5 separate regions of the Sus scrofa genome follow, and regions 1, 2, 3 and 4 are each linked to region 5. Evidence: chromatin contacts called from public Hi-C, HiChIP or PLAC-seq and promoter capture Hi-C data. All regions are on one chromosome and are shown on one strand. The core of a region is the stretch at or near the end of the contact, and the rest is flanking DNA. Distances in the headings are between cores, read along the strand shown. Region 1 holds the start of VKORC1 (vitamin K epoxide reductase complex subunit 1). Region 2 holds the start of ZNF646 (zinc finger protein 646). Region 3 holds the start of INO80E (INO80 complex subunit E). Region 4 holds the start of MVP (major vault protein). Region 5 holds the start of FBRS (probable fibrosin-1).

The links. Promoter capture Hi-C pulls out the DNA fragments that hold promoters and counts their contacts. A called contact is a pair of places that touch in the nucleus more often than the background predicts. HiChIP or PLAC-seq counts read pairs in DNA pulled down with a chosen protein or histone mark.
Region 1: a Hi-C map of liver shows a contact between it and region 5, with 2.3 times the contacts expected there. The contact joins the promoter of VKORC1 here to the promoter of FBRS in region 5. A contact is called at or near these places in 3 of 47 Hi-C or Micro-C datasets (heart right ventricle, liver and retroperitoneal adipose tissue) and 1 of 2 datasets of contacts at active chromatin or transcription factors (alveolar macrophages).
Region 2: a contact with region 5 is called in a promoter capture Hi-C map of liver, with 4 times the contacts expected there. The contact joins the promoter of ZNF646 here to the promoter of FBRS in region 5. A contact is called at or near these places in 1 of 5 promoter capture datasets (liver) and 2 of 2 datasets of contacts at active chromatin or transcription factors (alveolar macrophages and skeletal muscle).
Region 3: an H3K27ac HiChIP or PLAC-seq map of alveolar macrophages shows a contact between it and region 5. The contact joins the promoter of INO80E here to the promoter of FBRS in region 5. A contact is called at or near these places in 2 of 5 promoter capture datasets (fetal liver and liver) and 1 of 2 datasets of contacts at active chromatin or transcription factors (alveolar macrophages).
Region 4: a contact with region 5 is called in a Hi-C map of skeletal muscle, with 2.8 times the contacts expected there. The contact joins the promoter of MVP here to the promoter of FBRS in region 5. A contact is called at or near these places in 3 of 47 Hi-C or Micro-C datasets (liver and skeletal muscle) and 1 of 2 datasets of contacts at active chromatin or transcription factors (alveolar macrophages).

Annotation. Positions count from the first base shown.
Region 1 is chr3:17,384,970-17,387,778 of Sscrofa11.1, reverse strand. VKORC1 (vitamin K epoxide reductase complex subunit 1) reads right to left here and starts at 1,549. Exons shown (of 3, transcript XM_003124473.5): 1 at 1,163-1,549; 2 at 242-351. The coding sequence starts at 1,335.
Region 2 is chr3:17,405,368-17,408,067 of Sscrofa11.1, reverse strand. ZNF646 (zinc finger protein 646) reads left to right here and starts at 1,438. Exons shown (of 3, transcript XM_021086398.1): 1 at 1,438-1,860. ZNF668 (zinc finger protein 668) reads right to left here and starts at 1,805. Exons shown (of 4, transcript XM_013987708.2): 1 at 1,284-1,805.
Region 3 is chr3:18,200,801-18,203,511 of Sscrofa11.1, reverse strand. It overlaps INO80E (INO80 complex subunit E), which reads right to left and starts at 1,420. Exons shown (of 6, transcript XM_021088007.1): 1 at 1,205-1,420; 2 at 973-1,043; 3 at 724-776. The coding sequence starts at 1,285. It overlaps HIRIP3 (HIRA-interacting protein 3), which reads left to right and starts at 1,605. Exons shown (of 8, transcript XM_021087988.1): 1 at 1,605-2,100; 2 at 2,178-2,298; 3 at 2,421-2,535. The coding sequence starts at 2,036.
Region 4 is chr3:18,055,098-18,057,797 of Sscrofa11.1, reverse strand. It overlaps MVP (major vault protein), which reads right to left and starts at 1,250. Exons shown (of 15, transcript XM_021086424.1): 1 at 445-1,250. PAGR1 (PAXIP1-associated glutamate-rich protein 1) reads right to left here. Exons shown (of 3, transcript XM_013987719.2): 3 at 878-1,297. The coding sequence ends at 1,098.
Region 5 is chr3:17,742,371-17,745,070 of Sscrofa11.1, reverse strand. It overlaps FBRS (probable fibrosin-1), which reads left to right and starts at 1,260. Exons shown (of 18, transcript XM_021086415.1): 1 at 1,260-2,700. The coding sequence starts at 2,349.

The DNA of each region.
Region 1 (2,809 bases), core at 300-2,799, 360 kb after region 5:
TGAGCTGTGGTGTAGGTTGCAGACGCGCTCGGATCCCCCACTGCTGTGGCTCTGACGTAGGCTGGTGGCTACAGCTCCGACTCGACCCCTAGCCTGGGAACCTCCATATGCCGCAGGAGCGGCCCAAGAAATAGCAAAAAGCCAAAAAAAAAAAAAAAAAAAAAAAGATTGCCAAGGGATGGGGCTGGGCTGGCCAAGAGGGGAAGGGGCCTGTCACGTCATGAGAGGGTGCAACACTCACCTAACAACAGCTGTAGTGTGTAGAAGATGCAGCCAAATATGCTGTTGGATTGATTGAGGACGCTGTCCTTGCCCAGCACCTGCTCCACCAGTCCGAAGCCCTGGCCCCACCTGGCGGAGGGGAGGCCCCAGGTTAGGAGTGTCAACTGTGGCCCCTGACATGGGAAGAGCATTTCCAGCGAACCACCAGGGCTGTCCTTCCCCTTCTCCCTCTTCCCCCAACCCCCACCTGAGTCCAAGGGTCAATGACCTCCTGGTATGGCCTTTCTTTGGCCACGTCAGGATCCCATGTCACTGCCCCTATCCTCCCCCATCTTCGGGTCAGACCACGCCTGACCATGGCTCCCCCATAGACTGCTCTTTTCATCTTAGACTTTCAATAATTCATAAGATGGCAAGGTGGATATAACTCTTCATCTTGCCTTATGATTACCAGAGACTGGGAAACGAGGGCAGAATCTCCCTGTCCTGGACCCCTAAACTTCCAACATCCTGGCCACGCACTCCCCTCCTCTCTCTTAGGTCATCCCACTAACCCTGGACTCTAGAGCACAGTCGGACCTGGCCACCTTGGCCCCAGGTACGGCCGTCCTCAAGACCATCATCAGTGCCTACACGTGCTCACACCTCCCCGTCGTGCCCAGTCACTGTTATTCCTCGTCATCAGGATCCACGTGCACTCCCTCGAATAACTTCAGTACAAAGCACTATCTGCCCCTTCGGCCTCACACTTCTAACTCGGACACACCCATTTCACCAGGCAACGCCCCCTTGAGCAGCTCGCCCCTGTGCGTCCGCTCCCCGGGCACCCAGATCCCACATTTGAGGATCATCTGGCAACCTGGCCGCCATGCACACCCGGTTCCCATGCACCACTTCTACGAACAGGCAGGTCCCCCAAGCCTTCCACGCGCGCGCGCACCTGGAGGAGAAGACGCGGGAACAACTGATGGCGGTGCCCACGTCGCAGAGAGCGCGGTAATTCCGGTCCCGGGCGCGCGCCGCCTTCACGTGCAGAGCGTAGAGAGACAGCACTAAGCCCGCGAGGCAAAGCGCGAACCGCACCCAGCCAGGATTCCGCCAGGTAGTGCCCATGTCTTCTGGTCCCGCCCGAGTGGTCCCGCCCGAGGCACCAGCCGAAATGGAGCCAGCCACGGAGCAGGGGCGGGGCAGGATCTGGCCACTCCCCCTCTCGCCCCTCTGACTGGGCGATTGGCCTGCTGGTCTCGTACTCCCTGACCTAATTGGTTGTTCCTAGGACTTGGCAGGCGTGCTGCGGCACTAAGAAAACAGTTGAGGAATGCTGGGACTGGAAAACCAGATCAAGGGACGTGGGTATTTACGGATTTGAAGGCCTACCAGGCATGATGGGAGTTGTAGTCTGGGCGGCCGCAATGCCTCACGGGTAATGGAGTCTCCGGAGTTTTAAAAATTATATTGGTTTTTAAATTACAGTATATAGCGCTTATTCTATGCCAAGTCCTGTTCTAACTTTGAAACATCCAAGACCGAGAGACCAGCGGATCAGGGAATCCAGCAAACATAGCGATGCAATCAAGAACCAAGCGTTTTCCCTGAAATTATCTCAAACTTTTTTGGACTCCAACTTTCGATCAGCCTAGCTTGCTTAGCCATTCCCTCCTGCTGCACCAGCGCCTCCTAATGGCCGATTTCTCTCTCCGTTTCTCCCCTACATTCCCAGCTCTGTCACGTCCACCCTACCCTGGACAGTATCTTAACCTCTGTTCTATTGTGGCGCCACCTGGCGAAACCTGAGCCCAGATCAACTCAACAGTCCCTCCTTTCCAAGCCCTCGGTGGGCTAGCTGAGCTCTCCCCTACACAGATGTAGCATCTACTGACTGAAGACCCATCTCACCTATATCTCTTCTTCCTTCCCATTTGCATTAAAACTTTTCACGATTCTTTTTTTTTTTTTTTTTTTTTGACCATGCCTGCCACAGCATGTGGAAGTTCCTGGGCCAGGTATGAAATAGGCGCCACAGCAGCAACCCAAGCTGCTTCAGTGACAACGGCCAGATCTTTAACCCACTGCGCACAAAAGACCTCTCACTTTCCCGCATTTTAGAAGCTGCAACCGTCGTGGCTCAGTGGTTAATGAATCCGACTAGGAACCATGAGGTTGCAGGTTCAATCCCTGGCCTTGCTCAGTGGGTTAAGGATCCGGCGTTGCCATGAGCTGTGGTGTAGGTCGCAGATGTGGCTCCGATCCCGTGTTGCTGTGGCTGTGGTGTAGGTAGGCAGCTACAGCTCTGATTAGATCCCTAGCCTGGGAACTTCCATATGCCACATGAGTGGCCCTAGAAAAGGCAAAATGACAAAAAAAAAAAAAAAAAAAAAAAAAAAAAAAGAAGAAGCTGCAACAAATATCCCTTCACAATCAAATGTTTGGGAAGATTTTACACTGCCAATCTCTTCTTCCTTGCTGCCCAGCACACCATAAACTAGCTCCTGCCCCCAGTATTCCCCTGACAACTAATGCCTGGTGTCCCCAAGATGCCAAATACAATGGATATTTTTCAGTTCTTATCATGCTTGACCTCCCAACA
Region 2 (2,700 bases), core at 189-2,688, 340 kb after region 5:
CCCCACCCCACCCCACCCCACAGTCGATTCATTGCTCTGGTGAGGGAGCCCTGTCTTTGTTTACTACTGGATTTAGGTGGGGGATGCCATCCTGCTGCTAGAATAGGCTCTAAATGCCAGGAATGCAGATTTAATTCCCAAAGGGTTTAGGCTAGAACCCTGCAGGCAGGGATGAAGTGAAGAGCCCACTTTTTATCCTCTCTCCATCTCAGTCTCCCCACATGTAAACAAGTAGTCACCGGTAGGCCTCACAGGCCACGGGAGATCCGGTGAGATAGCAGATGGGGAACTGTGAACCATGCAGAGAGGCGAGCTAGTCATCTCCTGAACATCCATGCAATCTGGTTAGCCCATAACCTAATCCCAACCCACTTTTTTCAGCCTCACCTCCAGAGGCACTGTGCCCCTCCGCACCATAGCTCCAGCCGCAATTCTCAAACTTCCCCACCTAAATACATCCCCGTACGCAGTTCCCTCTGCCTTCTCCTGTTGGAAAACTGTTGCATCCTTCAAATACCTGCTTCCCCAGTGCCCCCAGGAATAATTAATAGGTAGTAGAGGTAAGGGCACCACTACACTCTGGGCCTCAGTTTTCTCATCAGAAAAGTGGGGTCTCTGAGGCACGTGGGAGTTTGAAGGGCGTTAGAGCCAAGATCTGCGAAATCCCTGCGCTTCCAGCTCCCTGCAACCATCTATGTGTCCGCATCCCTCCAGGCAGAGAGCCCCGCAGGGCAGGGCCCTGGGCTGACTCTTCGCAGAAAAAGCCCTGGGAAAACGTGGCATCGGATAATGTGGCAAGAAGAAAGGAACGATGAATGAGAGAATGAACAAATGAATGGACCGAAGGCCAGGCTCTGGACAAAGGCCTGCAAGATGGCGTTCTCTAGGACCGCGGGAGGGGCGGCCGAGACCTCGACCGGGGAGGGGGCCGCCGGCACCAGAGAACCGTGCAAGGCCGGCCGCGCGCCTGGGACAAAAGCCCGCAACATGGCGGGCTCTAGGACCCTCGGGCCCGCACCATGCAAGGCGGGCAGCCGTGCCGGCCGAGACCAGGCGTCCGCTGCAGCCGGCCCGCCGGGACAGCCGGCGGGTTCTAGGACCCGCTGGGCCCGGAGCCCGCCCGCGCCCTCCCGGGGCCGCACTCCTCCCGCCCCGCCCGCGCTGCTCGCGCCAGGCTAACCCCATCCGCCCTCGGCACCCACAGGGAAACTGAGGCCCGCTCGGATCGCGTCCGCTCTGGGGCCGCCTGGGGGCCCTTGAGGACTCCTGCCGGCGTTTCCTACCTGAGAAGACTCGGGCCGGCTCCGTGGCGCCAGCGGCAGCTCCTCGCACCGACAGAGCCCGGGACACAGCCAGGGAGGGGCAGGCGCTAGGACCCAGCGGGTGGGGGTGGGAGGAGGCGGAGCCAACGAGCGGAAGTGGAAGGGAGCTTTCCTCCCTAGGGAGGAACACAAAGTGTACCGGCGCACCCCCAACCGAAGGTGGAGGAGAAACCCTTTGCAAGGGGTCTCTGTGGGTGCTAATGACAGGGAACACCGGAGTAGGTTTGCGGGTGCACTGGCTATTGCTAGCCTGGGGAAAGGTCACCGTGAACTAGAAGGTGGGAGGACAGAAAGGCCATGCTCAAGACTTGGAGTACCTAAGTCCGCTTATATTCATTCCACAAAATTTCCCTTAATAACAAGGAGTGAATGAAGCTCCCTCCATCTGTCTTGGGAAGTTCTTCAGGGAGCCCCCCGAAAAGTGTCGCCAAAATACTGAGGCCAGGGCTGCAGAACCAACCCTTTTTTTCCCCTCCTCTGCGCTCAGCCAACATGCACCGGAACGATTTTAGCGGCTCTTCCCGGAAGTGTGGCTAAGGTTAGTGCAGAACAACGCAGCTTTTGACCTACGTGGGCGGGGTCAGAGTCGGGTAAGCTGTGTCTCTCCTAGCACCGGAAATGTGGCTGCTTGGAGGCGGGACAGAAGTATTCTCAGGGCGGAAGTTTCGCGGGGAAGCTTTTGCCGCCAGGACACTTCCTGTTTCCTAATAACAATAGGAAGTGTCCGAGGAGGTGAGGGTAGACTGCTGGCTCGTGCCAGCTGCGCCCTCTTTCCTCTACTTCCTTCCTTCTCCCCCTCTCCTTTCCCTCTTTCCCTCCCCTCCCACTTCCCAGGAGCCCTGGTGGAGTGTGCGTGTGTGGGAGCGCGAGAGCCCCCCAACAGCCACCCCTTGGGGCGCGCGGCTGCAGTTAGGGTGAGGGTCCCAGTGCGCAGGCGCGCTCCCGTTCGCCGTCCCCAACGGACGCACCCGCGGCGGGAACGAGAAGGGGTCACCGGTGCGAGGTAGGGGTCCTAGGAGAAAACTGGCCTAGGAGATGAGTGAGGTTAGGACCTCACTGGTGGTTGATGACGAGAAGAGACTCTTGAGCGAAGGGGCTTGGTGAGGTGAGGATTTGGGGAGCAGGTTCAGTAAGGGGTTTAGAGTCAGAGATAGGAGTTATATTAGGGTCCCGTGGGAGTGAAGGGTCAGAGAAGGCCAAAGTGATGTAGGAGGCATGGGGCCTGCTATGGAGAGAGCAAGGGCTTTGGAAAGAAGCTTGCCAGAATAGTGGGTTGGCCAGTGTGTAAACTGAGGTAACAGGCATTGCAGTGTGTTGTGAAGGCTAAGTGACACCACACCTGTTCTTTACTTAGCACAGTGCCTGGCACATGGTAATA
Region 3 (2,711 bases), core at 171-2,670, 460 kb before region 5:
CTCAGTGGAAATGAACCTGATTAGCATCCATGAGGACACAGGTTCCATCCCTGGCCTCACTCAGTGGGTTAAGTATCTGGCGTTGCCGTGAGCTGTGGTGTAGGCCGGCAACTGCAGCTTTTATTCAGCTGAGACGCTGAAACAAAAGGTATATGTTCTGCAAAGTCTACTTGGCTCTTTTCCCGCTCTCTTTCCCCTTTTTCGCCGCACCTGAAGCATATGGAGGCCACACCTGAGGATCTCAGGCCAGGGATCAAATCCAAGCTGCACCTTCGACCTACACCACTGCTTTAACTGCTGCAGTGACGCGGCCGGATCTTTAACCCACTGTGCCACAGCAGGAATGCCTACTTAGCTCTTTACAGAGAACGTTTATCAACCCCTGCTTTATTCCAATCACTACCATATCACCCTGATTTTATGCCTTTCGAATCTAAAACTCTAGTTTATTTCTTTGCTCTCTTATTACACCTAATTACAATACAAATTCCCAGAAGCTTTGTGCATCTCAGTCACCACTGCATTCCCTGTGCAGAGCACAGTGCCTGAAACGAAGTAGATATCCAGTAATACTTGAGTTAACAAACAGGGGAGGTGGAGGGCAAGCAACCAGGCTTAGGAACCACCAGAGGTGTACTGGCCTCCAGTCTAAAAGGAGGGCCCAGTGAGCTGGCTGGAGCGCCAGGAGCATGTCCTCCACCAATTTTCCATGACCCTGCTCACCAGAAGAGTCTTCATCCACGTTCTCGTACTGCAGAAGTCGGTCTAGGAGGAAACTGAGGAAAGAGGCGGGGGGAACAATGAGTGTTTATTCCCATCTCTGCAACGTTCTCTTGAGCCCCCGTCCCTTCGAACTGGCCCCGTCCTCACAACAGTCCCCAGGCAGGCATCATGCATTTGTGGCCCATTCCAGGGTGGGGGCCGAATGTAGATCTACTCTGGTCTCCCTCCTCCCCTCGGAGCCTGTCTCACCTCTTGTCCCGGGACACCTTCAACAATTTTCTCTGTGCCTTCCTCAGTTCCTCCTGGAAGCACTCGTGTTCCTGTATCAAGGGCAAGGTGGATGCTGAGCCACCTGCCATCCGTAAATGGGGCTCGGAAGCCGGCCACAGAGTACCCTGCTCCCTTTACACAGAACTAAACGGACGTCCTACCAGCGCCAGGCCTCACCCCCCTCCACCTTCCCACTCCACCCAGCACTCACGTAGATGAGGAATTTGAGCTTCCGCTTCAGGTTCCGGTATTTCTTCTTGTAGTCCACTTCGCCATCCGCCGGCCCGTTCATGACTGGGTCCGGGAGTGGCGCCCCAAACCTAGTCCGGGGTCCCGCTACCCGAAAGCCGCCTCGGCCCGGCCTCTTCCGCTTCCACTTCCGGAGACTCGGCTAGGCTGTGTTCGCTGGGACTACAACTCCCAGAGTCCACCGCGCCCAGAGATCTTGACCACAGGGGGTGGCTCCGAGGGACCACCGTGAAAGGAGCGTTGTTTCCAGGGGATACGCGGAAGATGGCGCCGCCGCGACGTGAAGACGTCACAGAGATGTCGGCTGCCGAAGGGCTTCCTTACTGACTTGGAATGTGCTTAGCGATTTGAAGCCACAAGACGAATTTCTCCCTGGAATTCCTAGTCTCTAGGTGGGGACGCCCTTTTCTTTCTGTCTTTCGAAAATCACAGAGGCCTAACTGCTGCCCGTGATCACGAACGGAGGCAGCGTCGCAGGTTGATTGCGTTACCCAAAGGTTGCGGGCTGCGAATCGGTTTCTAAGGAAAACTTTCGAAGCGCTTCGTTCTTAAAAAAAAAAAAAAAAAAAAGAGGAAGGAGCTGCGAGACACCCCCCCCCCAAACACACACACTGCCCGGGGAGAGCAAGTTTTGTCTGGTAAAGTTCTCGGTCTAAGCGGCCCGCAACGGACCTTCAACGGTCGCTAGCCTCACGGCTCTACGACTCTGCGCGTGCGCAAGCTCCTGTCAAACGCGTGGACGGAGGCCGGGAAGAAAAAAGGCGGGAGCCACCAGTATTCTGGGTGGAGCAAAATGGCGCGGGAGAATGAGATGCAGGAGTTCACCCGTAGCTTCTTCCGAGGCCGCCCGGACCTCAGGTGCACCGGAGGTTGGCGTTGGGGTTGGAAAGGGCAGGGGCGGGACGGGGACTCTGTCCTGACACGTGTTTCTGCAGCACGCTTACGCACTCCATCGTGCGGCAGAGGTTCTTGGCTCACGCCGGCCGCGACCACCTGGAACCTGAGGAGAAGCAGGCGCTGAAGAGGCTAGTGGAGGAGGAGCTGCTGAAGATGCAGGTGAGGGCGCCAGCCGGGGTCACCAGAGGCGGGGGTTGTGGAGGCGGCGGCGGAGGAGCCTGAGGGGGGCGGGGCCGAAAACAACCTTGGTTCATGTTTTGCCCTCTTGATGCTCCACACAGGTGGATGAAACGGGTGCCAAGGAAGAGAGGCTCGACCTTGCCAAGAAGGCGAAGAGGTCTCCCACCCTCTGCCATGACCGAGAGAGGAAAAGGTTCCGTTTCAATTCAGAGTCAGGTTAGTGCTTTCTACATAGGTGGTCCATTCAAAACGTATTTACTTGTTGCGCGTGAGCTATGCCCCAAGGCCTTAGATGAGGGCGCTGGATGGGTGCGTCAGGCACTAGGAAAAGGGTAGACTGAGCGCTGTCTCCTACTGCCCTTCCGTCTGTCAGAGCAGGATTAGAGGCAGTT
Region 4 (2,700 bases), core at 1-2,500, 310 kb before region 5:
GCGTTTGCAGGGTTGAGGAACCTCCACGGGGGGCGCGTTCTAAGAGCTCAAGGGGAGCGACCAGAGCCCAGGTCCCCAGGGGGAGGGAAAAGATGAGGACAGCAGGGACCAGTCTCAGTCCAGGAGGGGGTGTGAACGGACCCGTGAAGCTTCCCCTGCCCCTACTGCGGATGTGGGAGCTCAAAGTCCGAGAGGCCTGAGATGGGGTTTGGCGAGGGGTCAGATGAGTTGCCTTTTGCCTTCAGAAGCCCGAAAAAACAAGGCCAGCGGTATCTCCCAAGGCCAAGCCTCCACCCACCTTCTCCCGGCTCTAGTTCTAAAGCCACCTGCCCCAGCCCACGCGAGTCGGCGAAGGCAGGACAGAGCTAGGGAGAGGTCTTGGGGGTGGGGGACAAGGGCCCGCCAGCTGGTTTGGGGCTTTGGGAGCCAGGACGGAGTACTTACATCCAGAAGTGTGGCTGGCTGCAGCTGACGCCTCAGCTCGGAGAGGGAGCCGCCTTCACCCAGCCCTAGGGATCACTTCCCGGCAGGGCAGGCCAGGCGCAGGGGTGGGGCTTGGGCATTTAAAGGGCCCTTGCAGCTGGTTCTCGTTGAGTTTTTTGGGTTTGTTTCTCTCCTGTGGGAGGCTTTCACTGCAGCTGAAGGCACTGCAGCTCATTCAGTGCTCAGGAATGCCCGCCTCAGAGCCAGCTGGCAGCGCTGGAATGAAACTAGGAGGGGGTCCAAGGCCTAGGGCGGCGGCGGGGGGGGGGGGGGGTGGTGCTGAGTTGGCTTCTCCCCCCTCTGGCTGGCATTTCCCATCAGGGTGGGTCCGACTCTGCCTCTCCAGGCCTGCGTGTGCTCCAGCGGCAGTACCTCCTCTAAAGAGAAGATAACCTGCTACTTTTCTTTTTTTATTTTAGATTCAGAAAATTCAGCCCAGGTGTCCAAACAACGGTTCCATAGAAAACACACACACACATACACATGTCCTCTTTCTGGTAAGGTGCTGTGTTGGGAGTTCGCAGGGTCTCTGCTCCTCCCAGGTGCCCCAGCGCCCCCGGGGTAGGGAGGGAGGGCCAGCAGGTCAGGACTCTGCACCCTAAAGGCAGAGGCGCTCAGTACTTGCGCTGCCTGGGGAAGAGGCTACTTCCCGAGGCCCGGAGCGCGGGGCTGGGGGGGCTGGCGTCCTCTGCGTCCAGGCTGAAGAGGTCCCTGCCGGTCCGGAGGATCTGCTCCTCCAGCTTCTTGTGCCGCTTCATGTCCGAGAGGACCTTGTCCAGGCGGGCCTCCCGTTTCTGGCTCCGGGCTGAGCTTCCTGCAGAAGGGGAAGGAGAGAAATGTGGGCGCGACTGAGGTTCTGTGCCCCGGACCTTCCTGGGATCTTATGACTCACTTGAGGAGCTCGGGAAACAGAGCGACTTCTAGGCCTGTCCTGGAGGGGCTGTGGTGTAGGGCTGGGGCCTCAGATGGGGTGGGCCGTGAAGGCTGGACGTATGAGAAGGGGCAGGTAATGTGAAGACCTAGGAAGAGCAGCCCAGGCAGGCACCAGCAAGTGCAAAAGCCCCAGGGCAGGAACGGGGAGGTCTGCTCAAGGGCAAATGCAGAACTGGGGGAGACAGGAAAGATGAGGCCCAAGAAATGACTCACAGATCACGATAAGGGGTACGGATCTCTTTGTTTAAATGGAAGCCTTGGTGGGGGCACAGTGTGTGTGTTGGATTCTCTTTGTTTAAATTGTTTTAGGGCCGCACCCACGGTATATGGCGGTTCCCAGGCGAGGGGTCGAATCAGAGCTGTAGCTGCCGGCCGACACCACAGCCTTGGCAATGCTGGGATCCTTAGCAAAGCCAGGGATGGAAACTGTGTCCTCATGGATGAGAGTTGGGTTCATTAACCACTGAGCAACGATGGGAACTCCTGGATTCTCATTTTGATAAGCTCTTACACCCCAGCAATAAAATCCTTTGGAAGACTTTTTTTTTTTTTTGCTTTTTACCGCTGCACGTGCAGGACATGGAAGTTCCCAAGCTAGGGGTTGAAAGCTACAGCTGCCAGCCTATACCACAGCCACAGCCATTCGGGATCCAAGCCACATCTGCGACCTACACCACAGCTCACAACAACATCGGATCCTTAACCAACTGCGCAAGACCAGGGATCACACCCGCATCCTCGTGGATACTAGTTGGGTTCATTTCCGATGAGCCACAATGGGAACTCCTTTTTTTTTTAACGGCCGCAGCCATGGCACATGGAAGTTCAGGGACTGAATCCAAACCACAGCTGAGGCTACGCCCGATCCTTTAACCCAGAGCACCAGGCCCAGGATTGAACCCGTCCCTCTCCAGTGAACCAAGTCACTGCAATCAGATTCTTAATCCACTGCACCAAGCAGGAACTCCTCCTTCGGAGAATTTAAAACAGAATTGGGAGTTCCTGTCGTGGCACAGCAGCAACAAATCCTACTAGGAACCATGAGGTTGCAGGTTCGATCCCTGGCCTTGCTCAGTGGGTTAAGGATCCAGTGTTGCCGTGAGCTGTGGTGTAGGTCGCAGATGTGGCCGGATCACGTGTTGCTGTGGTGTAGGCCAGGGGCTGCAGCTCCAATTGGACCGCTAGCCTGGAAACCTCCATTTGCCACACTTGAGGCCCTAAAAATAAAATAATAATAATTTAAAAAAATTTAAAACAGATTTGAGCTGACTTATGTTTTGAAAG
Region 5 (2,700 bases), core at 11-2,510:
GCTAAGCTCTGATTCAAGCCCTAACCTGGGAACCTCCATATGCTGCAGCTGCAACCCTAAAAAGGAAAAAAAAGAATTTTCCCATATGGATACGTCTGAATTTCCTCCAGAAGATACTATGATTCTATACCTGGTCAGGGTTCTCTCAACTCACTTACGTCGCAGAGGACAGATGTAAAGACCCAGAGTGGACGAAGGCCTTGATCACCATGGCCCTGAGTTCCTCCTAACACACAGGCCAGGATCCTCCTGCTGGATTCAAGAGCTGAGTACTCAGCTATAATTAAGCACCTACAACAACCTGTCCCAGTTACCTGACCTACACAAAGCCTTGTGAGAGTCATACCCATTTAATATATAAGCAAGCAAGTTGACTGTTCCAGTGCTATGTCCACCTTAAAAGGGTAACCTAAACAACCAGCGGACGTAAGTGGCACTGTACATCTTTCATAACTTAGAGGCAAAATACAGCAGTGGTCAAGAGCACTGACTGGAGCTAAACTTGAGTCCAAACCCTGGCTGGGAAATTAAACCTGCATCAATTCCCTGCTCCTTCTGTAAAATGGGGCTGATAGGAGTATCTTCCTAAGAGACTTCGTACTGTCAAACGAGTTAATATGAGAGAAAGTGCCCGGCACACAGGACAAGGTGTTTCTTGCTAGAACGCGGAGACCATAGGCAAGCACTCTCTCACTGCACCGACCCATAACGGGATGCGGTTTGCTTGCCGCGCGACTAGAGCTCTCAAAACACGCCGCAAGCTCTAGCCATCCCGCACCGCGGGAGATCCCGCTGAGCAGCTACCCGACGGAGGTACCACCACGCGCGTGCGCGAAAAGCCAAGCGGCCGGTGGACTAAGCCAAACGGCGGAAAGGGAGAGAAGACGTAGCGCGCGGCAGACAAGGACCTGCCTCGGCCCCGCGCCGCCCAGCGGCCAACCGTCCCTAGGACTCGCGCACCCCATCCGGATCCTTGCCTAGACGCCGTCAGGTCACGGGCCAATGAACGAAGAGCAGGAAGAGGCGGGGTCATCTGAAGGACCGCCCCAAGCACGTACTTCTAACCAGTCGAGTCATAAGACTTGATGAAGGGAGGAGCTAATCTGACGTATACCCAATCCAAGATTTGAGGGCGGCTACATATTACCCACTCCCCGGAGTTTGACTCCGCCCTTCGCCTTGACGTACACGTCTCAACCTATCAACGACTAAGCCTGTAGAGGGGTGAGGGGAAGGGGGCGGAGAGTGGGAGGAGGCAAAGAGAGGAAGGAGGCGTAGGCTGAGGAGGAAGAGGGAGGAGGGGCAGGGAAGTCCTGGCGGAGAGGAGGCCCCAGACTCCAAAGGAGACAACAGGAGGGTACGCAGAAGCTCCCTCCCTACCCAGCAGCCGTTCCGGATCCCTTAAGGCGCAAGTCAGACAGAGACGGAGGAAAGGAGGAAGAGACTTTTATGTCGGCAGACAGAGAAGCTCTACCCGTCACCGTTGCCTCACATCCGGGGCTTTGGAGGGCTGGCCCCCGCGGCCCCGCCCCCCCCTCGCGCCTTTCATGGCGACCGGAGGCGGAGGCTGGAAGAGCTGGGCTTGGAGGAGGCCCCTTTAAATCTCCTTAAAGGGGTGGCCACTCATCTCGGCAGACTACAACGCCAGCCTTTAAAGGGGAAGCCACCGAACAGACGCTGACAAATTGAGAACTGTGCTGTTGGGAGAATTGGAAGGAGTGGGGATTCTCACCGCCTCTCCTCCCCCACGCAAGAAGTCCTTTAAATTCAACTTAAAGGGGAAGTGGCTGCTTGTGGAGGACTAGAAACTAACTCCCGAGCCCTTAAAGGGGCGGCCTGCTGTTTGGAGAACCCTGGACTCCTTAAAGGGGTGGCCTCTTTTCGTCGGAGGACTTGAGGCACTTTTAAAGGGGAGGTCTGCGTTTCGGGTCGAGCTTTCGGCCCCTTTTAAAGGGGTGGCCCTTCCTCTTCCTCGGGGAGACTTGTCTCGACCCCTGGCAGGGGGCGGCCACCGAACTAGGCCGGTCGGACACCGTCGGGTCGTCTTAAAGGGGACAGGGGCTGAACAACTTGAGGCCTTGCCTTAAAGGAACGGCCGCTCCGTTTTCGTCGTCTCGTCCCCGCCGGCCCCACAGGGGGGGCCCTCAGGCTTGTCGCCCCGGGGGCGGCGCCGGCTTCCCGGGCCTTGGCCTTGGGGCAAGCTCGGGGCCAGGAGATCCTGCTTTAAAGGGGAAGCCGTGGCCCTCTCGTCCCTGTGCAGCCGCCAGCGCCGCGCGTGCGACCCCGGGCCTGCGGACAGGCCGCTTCGGGCCCCGCCGCCTCCGGATGCGGCGCTGAGGGCGGTCGCCATGGAGACGGCAGCGGCCGCGGCTCCCGGCCCGGGCTGGGCCGCTGAGGGGGAGCGGCGGCGGCGGCGCTGCTCGCGCCGAGACCGAGACCGGGAGCAGCGGCGCCGCCGAGGTCCCGGCGGCGACGCGCCCCGGGCCCTATTGGCCGCCCCGCGCGGTTCCTCGTCCTCGTCGTCGCCGCCGCCGCCCGCCAGGCCCTGGTCGTCAGCTTCATCTGGAGAGCGGCCGGGAGGCCCGAGACGGCGGCGGCCGCGTCCCAGGCCTCGGCCCCCGCGACCCCGAGCTCGGAAGCGGCCTGCCGGCTCGGGCAGCCGCGGGGAGGAAGAGGAGGAGGAGGAGGAGGGGGGCGCAG